Regions from separate parts of the Mus musculus genome. Here region 1 is linked to region 2. Evidence: chromatin contacts called from public HiChIP or PLAC-seq data. All regions are on one chromosome and are shown on one strand. The core of a region is the stretch at or near the end of the contact, and the rest is flanking DNA. Distances in the headings are between cores, read along the strand shown.

Region 1 (4,821 bases), core at 1,142-3,641, 380 kb after region 2:
TTCCCCCACCCCGCCCCCTTTCTTCTCCCAGTTGTCCTGCATCCAGCCCTGCCCCCACAGAGGAGGGGCCCTGCTCTGTAACCAGGACAGAGGAAATGGAAATGAGGAAGCCCACACCGACTCCGTGCAGCTGCTCTCCGGGCCATGACTGCTCAGGCCCAGTTTCTTGCTCTCATTCACCATTTCCTAGGAGGCTGTGGTAGCCAGGAGCCCTAACTGCTGTACCTGGATGCTAAGACAGAACCACAGACAATAATACACAGCTGACCCTCATGACTCTGCCTGCAGAAACCACAAGGAACCTGAGGTCCACTCTAGACCATCACCAGCCCAGCCTGTCATAGACAGAAGGGAAGGCAGATATGCTAAGTAACTTGTCCGAAGCCCCCAAGCCAAACACCTCAGATCCCTCAGGGTTTGAATGCCTGGTACGGATCTGACGAGACAACCCACTTTGTCATCCAGCCCTAACCTGGAGTCAGTGCCTGGCACCATGAGTTATCTCTAATGCACACACACACACACACACACACACACACACACACACACACACACATACCAAGATACCCTGGAGCCCCCTCAGAAACATCCCATGCATGGAGGCCTCTGAACACAGCAAAGCCATGGCAGCTAGAACAGGCTGCACTCACCTTCAGAAAGATCTTGGTTTTGCCAATCTGCCAGTCATCGTGCGTGCCCAGCACAGCCTCAGCCATGCGCTGGCATGTCCCTCGGAGGTCACCCTGGGCAGAAGACAGGGGTATTGACAGTATAACTAATGGAAAGGCCCCCCCCCCCCCAAGTGTCCTTCTCAAGATTGAGAGACAGGTCTGTCTGACTGACCCAGCCTGGCCCTGCCTTCTATGAAATCTGTTTTCTCCTCAAGCCAATGGCAAACACTATGGCGGCCTTCCAGGGTGTCCTTCTACCCTGTAGCAGTACCTGATTTGGTCAAGTAGATGTCAAGCTCCACCAGTCACTGTCACCCATAAAACTGGGGTCCTCTGCCCTGTTGGTGTACCCGGCCTCGTACCTGCTTGTATGCTGGCTTCACACCAGGCAGCAGTACCCGGTAGCGCTCCACAAACTCCACAAAGCTGTAGCGAATGGGGTAGCCTGCGTGGCGGATGCGGATTGTCTCCATCATGCCCGAATATCGCAGCTGGCGTACACACAAGTGCCGGTCGAAGAGCTGCCGGGCCAGAACCAAAGGCATCATGGCAAGGCCACTACTGGGATGCAGGCCCTGCCCCGTGTCTGACCAGCACAGACAGAAACACAGAGAAGTCGAGGCCTCCTAAGAGCAAAGCCAGGCAGGAGGCAAGGTCTGTTGGTCAGACCCACATGGCAGCAGGAAGTGGGGACCTGCAGGTGGACAACCGTGTACTGTGGGACCAGATCTCAAAAGAGAAGACACAGGCGGTTTCATGGATATTAGTGAAGGCTCTTCCAAGGCTGGAGGAGGACGAGCGTGTGGGGAGGGGCAGAAGTTTAAAGTGTAAGCCCTGCTGTGGGGAACAAGGAGGGGGCTGAAGAGCCTAGGCCAGGATGCAGTGGAGTGGCCAGGAGGTGGGTACTCCACACAACCCCAGGCTCCCCTTTAAGTGGCCTCCATGCACAACCACAGCTGTTTTAACAACTCCCCAGGGGCTGGCTGTGCTGCCTTGAGGAAGAGGCACTGCCTTGTGGTAGCCACTGTGATAGCTCCAGGGCAGGGCTACACCCTGAGTTCAGATGGACCGAAAATGCAGAAAACAGGCCCGGGGCCTTCTGAGGGAGACCAGGCTAAAGTCTGGGCCTTGTCCCATGGGTGGCTGGAGCCAGGGAAGGTTTGCAGCAGAAATTCTTGGGCAGGATTTATTTTAAGAATAGCATCATGTCAGGGGGGGTCGGTCATGCTTGATCCCAGCAAGCAAGAGGCAGAGGCAGATAGGTCCCTGTGAGCTCATCTGTATAGCAAGGTCTAGGCCAGGCAGGGCTACACAGCAAGATCTTCTCATAAATGAAGAACATGAATGATGTTGGAAGGGGAGGGGAGGAGGCAAGCTGCGGCAAAGGGGGAGGCTTGGGCTGGGAAAAGGCCTCAGGGAGCCAGTGCCCAGCCATGTCACCCTGCTGCCCTGCTCCAGAGGGTTGAAGAGGATGAGACTCACCCACTCTGGGAACCGATTTCCTGGCGGGGACAGCGTGTGCGGAAGGTCAGCTTCCGTAGCCCGTTTCCTCTCCCTCTGGGCCACTTTCCCCTGCCTTCCTTCCCTCCCTAAGCCCCACACCCAGCTTCCCCTGGACCTCCCCCCTCCTTTGGATAAACAACACCTCGCAGGGCCTGCCCTGAAACAGAGAGCTAGCAGCTAGTCAGCCTATGGCACTTGAGCCCCTCAATCCCTGAGCCCCCATGTGACAACTCACGACTGTCACTTCCTCATAGGCAATATGCTGAAAGGGACTCTATCCGGTGTATGGAAGGGCTAACAAATGCTGTCACTAATAGTAAAAAAAAAAAGAGGGACCTTCAGGCAAAGGAGTCCAGAAGGACTTCATGGAGGAGGTGGGCCCTGAATTGAGAGGAAGAGAGCTTTCAAGGGAGGGGCCCCAGCACGAGCCACACTTGTATTTACTAAGCACTTAACAGGCACTCTACAATCTTCAGGCATGGTCTCTGGGGAGTTTTCATTCTCAAGGACACCGAGGCACAGGGCAGTGTCTGACTTAGGTACAACCGCCCAGCTGGGAGATAGCAAAGCCAAGGTTAAGGTGACTGTGGAGCCCCTATGCCCTCAGCAACTTGACAAGCCCTTTAGTCTCCAGAGAGAACAAGGCTTTCTTTCCACTGCCCACCTACCTCATCCATTTTGCCCCCTCCCTTCCCACCCTCCACCCCTGCCCACCACATCCCCTCTGAGGCTCACCATGGGCTTCTTGAACTCATTGGGTTTGATACAACGCACAAAGAAGGGCTGGCAGGCGCCCAGTGTGCGCATCAGCAGCTCCAGAGACCGCTTGAACTGGCTGCTGAGTGTAGGCGAGCGCTTCCTGGTCTCGGCACCCTGTGGCAGAGGACAGACAGACAGTGATGGGAGGGGCCACCTCTTCCCCCTCCCACCCTCCAACAGCTGTCCTGGAGGGAGGAGAGCACCAGGGAAGGTCACCAAGGTCAGTCAAGGGGTAGTTGGGGATCTCCTGTGACACCCCTGGTCTGGGCTGGAGCTTGGACCTCAGACACCCACTACAGGGAGCTCCAATAGTGTCGTCTAGACCCCCCACTATCAGCTGGGAGACTCTGGGCCAACATCAGTGCCTCTCTGTGTAAAGGGGTTCACACTTAGTGTCCTCAAGATACTGAGGTCATCTTAGTGACAGGAGTTAGGCAAACCTAAATTCAAGCCCCATGTATGGCCTAAGCTGACCAATAAAGGGTGCTGAGTCTGTACTGTTTCCTAAGTGAAAACATTGCCATCTACCCGCCTGATGGGACAGGTGGAGAGTCCAAGTGCAGTAAGCGGCCACCTGGGGTGGGCACTGCACCCCCTGAGAACCTTGGAGGTAACAGCACAGCTCATGACCTCCCCTCCTCTGCTTATAGGATTAGTGATCAGGCTGGGGCAGTGTGGGTGACCTGGACAAGCCTGCAAAGACAGATTTTTGTGCTCCCAGCTGCTGCGTGAGCCACCCAGGCTCTCTGCACCCCTGCCTATATGTTGTCTTCTCAGAACATTGGGAAATAACAGGGATAAAGGGGACTCGGGAAGAGCTGAGGTCAAGAAAACAGGAAACGAACCTTCTAGAACATTGCAGAACTCAGATTAGAGAGAACACGGTACTACTACATACTATTTTCCTGGCCATTTTTGTGTGAAAACTCACTAGTAAACTTGATTTTGTTGTAAGCTTTTATATTTTTAGAGCTATAATTCAATCCTGCCCTTTAGCATCAAAAGTATGGAGTGCAGGGAGCTGGAGAGATGGCTGAACAGAGAGAAGAGTCTACTGCTCTTGCTAGCAGCTCACAGCCTGTAACACCAGCACCAGAGCATCTGGTGCCCTCTGCTGACTTCTGAGGAGTCCTGCATACCTGTGCTGCATTTATATACGCTGGGCACACACACATAAAATAAATACTTTAAAATCTGGAGTGCAGAGCACGTGTATGGGGTATTTGGAAGATAAAGGTGCTTAACTCACACTAAATCCAGGAGCTATGCTAGTCAGCCCTGTAGGAAAGCAAATGTTTTGGTTCTGAAACAAGAAGTACTTTTCATCTCAAGTTCCACTGAAGAACATTCAAAATTTCGTTCTGGGGATCTAGGGCTAGGTTAATATTTGTCCTGCCTTTTCAGGATTCTTGATTCAGCAACAGCACATACACACTGAGCGTGTAGTTTAAAACAGAGCACACACAGCACATAGCATACATACTCCCAGTGTACACATCTCACCATGCACACAGTCCCACACAGAACATACACACATGCCACACACACACACATATACATAACACACATATATGCATCATATGGTATTATGCACACAGGTGACACCTGGGCATGCAGATGCTATACATGCAGTACATAACACAAGCACTACATGCACATGTGTAGCGTGCATACAGCATTCATACCATATAGCAGACATGACCTGTCCACACCAGGCATGCATATACCACACAAATCACTCACAGAATGCATACTCCACATGAAAATGCATATAATTCACACACAGCATGCATGCCATCCAGAATAAATGCACACATATGACACAAACATGGTAAGAGCACAACACTCAGCACACTTTCTGAACATATCCTGTAAAGTACATGTGGCA
Region 2 (4,582 bases), core at 1,335-3,834:
AAGCCCTGCATTACAAGGTTTCCAAATTTTACTGTTGATGAAAATATAACAAAGTTGTTAATTTTAAGATAATGGGTAGCTTTTGTTCCTGACACCATTAAGTTGGGTTTTCATTTGGTTCCAGGTCTAATCATTTATATTTAATTGTGAACGCTAGTTACTAATTTTTAGGACTCTGGGAAGCCATGCCTTATTAAGTGATACTGACTGACCCAGCTTTCCAAAGAAATCATTAGAAGATTTCAAATTCTTGCTGTTGGAAAATATTCAAAGATAGATAAAAATATAATGAAATTTGAAAAAAGATATGGAAATGTCAAAAGTTCCTCAGGCCTTGGAGTGTAGCAGGATTTTTTACTTGTTTGTTTTGCTCACAATTTCAGAGATATTTCAGTCCATCGTGGTGAAGAACATGTAACATGGTAACAGGCGTGTGGGCAGCAGCTGTCCACTTGGCAGAGGACCAGGGTGCAGGGTACATGGGTGGAACCTTCAAAGGCCTGCCCGTGGTGTCTTGGTGCTATCCACTGGGCAGCAAGTGTTCAAAACAGGAGTCTCTGGGGACATTTTAGAATCCAACCATAACACTAAATAAATTCAACTGCGATTTTTATAACTGCTAGTTAGCATACTATTGCTGTGACAAGAGAGCTTAGATAATCAATTTAATAAGAGGCTTATTTTGGCTTATGAGTCACAAATCTTGGCTTATTTTCATCTGGTTTCCAAACAGGTTTCTTTGGACCTGTGTTGGCACAGCATATCATGGCCAGAGCACATGGTTGAGGGGATTTTAAGGCAATAAATAGAAGACCTGATCACATTATGACAGCCAGGAAGCAAAACTTAGAGGGCCCCCATTCCCCTTGAGGATAGCCTCCACATGCCCTCACCTCCTAAAGATTCTAACTTCCACTAGCACCACAGACTGGTGACTTAATTGATAATTATTAGGTGGTATTTGAAATGGAAAACTTTAAAAGTATTCTTGTCAATTCCAAATGCTGATGGGTTGGAGCTAGAGGTGTGACTCCGTGGTATAATGTGTTCAAGCATCTGAATTCAAACTCCAAAACCAAAATCGCTGCTGCTGCAGAATGCCTTAAAGCTTGTCTGGCATTGGCACTGAGCGAAGGCACTTACTTGTCCAGCCCGCAAAAATCTAGTGAGGCGGGGCTTCAGTGATAGTGGATAAAGGACCAAGCCCTCCAGTAAGGAAGCTGTGCCTTACAGGCCAGGCAAGTCATTTTCTCATGAGTCTCAGTTTTCTTACAAAACTAAATTACTAGAGGATTATGTTAGCCTCACTTTCCACATGGCTTCATCTCTGAAAGATTCTGCTAACCCCCTGTAGCACCACGGGTTGGTGACTGAACCTTTAACATGTGGTAAACTTATAATCACCTGAGTGCCGCTGAGGCCCAGGGAGGGCCTCATGTACTGGATAGGGTTGTGCCTGGCAGTACCAACAGTTTCCTACAGTTCTTTCCATCGTGGCTTTAAAGGAGGTTCCTGAGACTATAAGAAATTGCTAATGGTGGTTATTTCCAGAGTATAGATGGCTCAGTAGGTTCAGTTCAGTATAACCATGAAGATCTGGGGTTGGGCTCTCAGCACCCACATTAAAACTGCACCTTTTGCCCGAGCACTGCAGGAACATAGATAGGCAGCCCCCAAGGACCAGCCATTCTCACCAAAACAGTGAGCCCCAGGTTCAGTGAGAGACCCTGTCTCCAAAACAAAACAAAACAAAAAGATTAGAGGCCTAGGTTCTACTTAGGGCACTTATATACACTTATACAAGCAAGCATACCAGTCAGACCTTCACACCTGCATCTATCCCCCCCACCACCACCACCAGTGACTATTTATTTCTGGGAAAAGATTCTAGACACTAGGCACTTCCTCTGCACTTTGAATTATTGTTATCCTGGACTGTTATTCTTACACAATTACTACTGTACTGTAGTTAGTTACAATTACTACTGTACTTGTAGTATGGTGACACATTTTTTTAAAATGCATTGGCAAAGTTTGGAGCTTGTGACTAAGTCAGTGATTTAGAATTTTCCAGTATGTGTATTATTCTGCTAGATCACTAAAGATACATATATTAAATAACGTGCCATTGGAAACAGCACAGAAAATGAACTAAACTATGAAATTTGTTACTTAAAGGTATTCTCAGTGGCCAGTTTTTTTCTTTTGCTTGTCTGTCTTCATGCTCCTCTACACTGACCTTGTGTTAAATAAGGACTGCATTAGTGAATGCCCTTGCTTAGCTTGTCAGCCTCACTGGATGGAGAAACCCCAAAGTAAAGTGTACTTCTGTATATCTGTGAGGGTCTCCAAGGGCAGCTCATTCAGGGAGTTGAGGGGAATGTGGATAGCCATCTGTAGCTGGCACCCAGAGGGAAGGAAAGGAGGAGGCAGCAGCTGCAGTGTGGGCACTCTGGCTTTCCCTCCCCTTCCTCTCCTCTCCCTCTCTTCCTTTCCTACCTACGCCCTGCTTCCTGGTTGCCACAAGGGGAGTGACTTGCTTTCTTTCACCCCTCCACCATGACTCAGTTCTGTAACAGTGGAGCCTGCTGCCCCTGTCAGCCTCTGAGACCAGGAGCCAAATCAGTTCTCCTTTGTGTGATTGCTCAGCATGGTGTTACAGTGAAGACTGACACGCCCCGGCAGGTAGATTTACTACATTAACAAGTGTCACTCCAGTTTTGCTTCATATGCATGGTTGGTTAAAGGGTATGGGGGGTGGTTCGATTCAGGGTTTCTCTGTGTAGCCCTGGCTGTCCTGCAACTCACTTTATAGACCAGGCTGGCCTCGAACTCAGAAATCCACCTGCCTCTGCCTCCCAAGTGCTGGGATTAAAGGAGTGCACCACCACCACCCGACTTAAAGGTTTTTTTAATGGTACCTTTAAGTGTAAATTTTTACTTTTCTCTTCTTTGCTGTAGCTAAAGACTGAATCCAGGGCTGTGAATGTGCTTGGTGCACACTCTGCCACTGAGTTGCATCCCAGCCCATCTGCTCATGTGTATCTTATCTAGCCCAGTTTGTGTTTCTATTAGTGTGTGCAGTACATGTGTGTACATATGGATTTGGTTCTTTCCGCCTTTCAATGGCTCTGGGGATGGAACAGTGGTGTTGGGCACATGCAGCAAGTGCTTTACCTGCTGAGCCACTCGCCAGCCCGTGATTTGTATTTTAAGATTGCTAATTTCAGCAAACATGTTCGTTTTGTGGCATCAGTTTTATTGATCTATTTTTTTTTAACTGTGTAGTGATTCAAACATAGAAAATATATATTCTATTTAGTATTCAGTATAAATTCTATATCGCTTTTCCCAGATACTATAAGTTTTTAAGGGAAAATAACTGAATATTGTTAAAAGCTGCCCTTTGTTTGGGTGGGGGGTGTCTCTCTGTTTCCTGGCAGTCACTGTATAGATCACACTGGTCTTGAACTCATAAAGATCTACCTGGCTGGAATTATAGATGTGTGCCACTATGCCCAATTCGAAAGCTGTTTTGTGGGGCTCCCCATTTCATCCTCTACTCTCTGACTCAAACAGTACTGTAAAGGTAGCGTGTGTCCTTCCTGTCTGTGCTTTGTTTTGGTTTTTATTATTATTTCATGTATGTGAGTGTTTTGCCTGCATCACATGTATGCCTGGTACCTGTCAAGGTCAAAAAGAAGCGGGTAGATCTCCTGGCACTGGAGTTACGGACAGTTACGAGCTACGGTGAGTGTCAGGAATTGAGTCTGGGCTCTCTGCGAGAGTAACAAGTGCTCTCATCACTGAGCCAGTTCTCTAGCCCGTCTATATGTGCTTTTAACCTTTACTGAATATGTCTATGCCTCCACCCAATGTAATGGTTTTATGTTTAAAATCTTAATGTAAATGATACTGTATATTCTGCAACTGGCTTTTTTTATCGAGTTCCTTTTTAAAATGTATCTGTTGATATATTTATATAATCAGTTTCCCAATGCAAGGACTTGAACCCACGAGTTCCTGTGCAAAGTCACTACCACTAAGCCATTATTTTCAGCCCCTGTTCTCCTTGGACATTTTGTTTTATCTACAAACTCTCCATGTATCTGAAATAGTCCTAGTGCTCCCAGTGATGCGCGCTCAGTGCGTGCGTTACAAGTGTGTTCCTGCTGAGCGCTTTCCAGCTCTGCAGTAATACCAATAAAAAGTGAATTGCAATATTTAGATATACCAGTAAATTCCTAGCCTGTTTGTTATATTTTTTGTGTATATATTTGCTTCTCCTTTTCAAGTACAACAAGTATTTCAGGATCTTAGCTACCAGTACTGTTTAATCTGAGTCAGTACTGTCAGGATCTAGCTACCAGTACTGTTTAATCTGAGTCAGTACTGTCAGGATCTAGCTACCAGTACTGTTTAATCTGGGTCAGTACTGTCAGGATCTAGCTACCAGTACTGTTTAATCTGGGTCAGTACTGTCAGGATCTAGCTACCAGTACTGTTTAATCTGGGTCAGTACTGTCAGGATCTAGCTCCAGGGTCTTTAAAATGTGAAGTAAATACTTTTTTATTTAAAAGT

Evidence for each region. HiChIP or PLAC-seq counts read pairs in DNA pulled down with a chosen protein or histone mark.
Region 1: an H3K4me3 HiChIP or PLAC-seq map of bone marrow-derived macrophages shows a contact between it and region 2, with 3 times the contacts expected there. The contact joins two enhancer-like sites. A contact is called at or near these places in 1 of 39 promoter capture datasets (cranial neural crest) and 2 of 115 datasets of contacts at active chromatin or transcription factors (bone marrow-derived macrophages and embryonic stem cells).

What each region holds. Positions count from the first base shown.
Region 1 is chr7:98,082,475-98,087,295 of GRCm38.p6, forward strand. It overlaps Myo7a (myosin VIIA), which reads right to left. Exons shown (of 49, transcript NM_008663.2): 16 at 2,910-3,047; 17 at 1,034-1,192; 18 at 651-743. Among named protein-coding and RNA genes, the nearest start is that of Myo7a, 35 kb to the right of the region's middle. Within about 2 kb of position 2,392, at least 76 of the 459 cell types and tissues checked have an H3K27ac peak or open chromatin away from gene starts, as enhancers often do. A contact at or near this core is called in bone marrow-derived macrophages, where this site is marked.
Region 2 is chr7:97,706,862-97,711,443 of GRCm38.p6, forward strand. All of the region lies in intron 2 of Clns1a (chloride channel, nucleotide-sensitive, 1A), which reads left to right. Among named protein-coding and RNA genes, the nearest start is that of Clns1a, 12 kb to the left of the region's middle. Within about 2 kb of position 2,585, at least 54 of the 459 cell types and tissues checked have an H3K27ac peak or open chromatin away from gene starts, as enhancers often do. A contact at or near this core is called in bone marrow-derived macrophages, where this site is marked.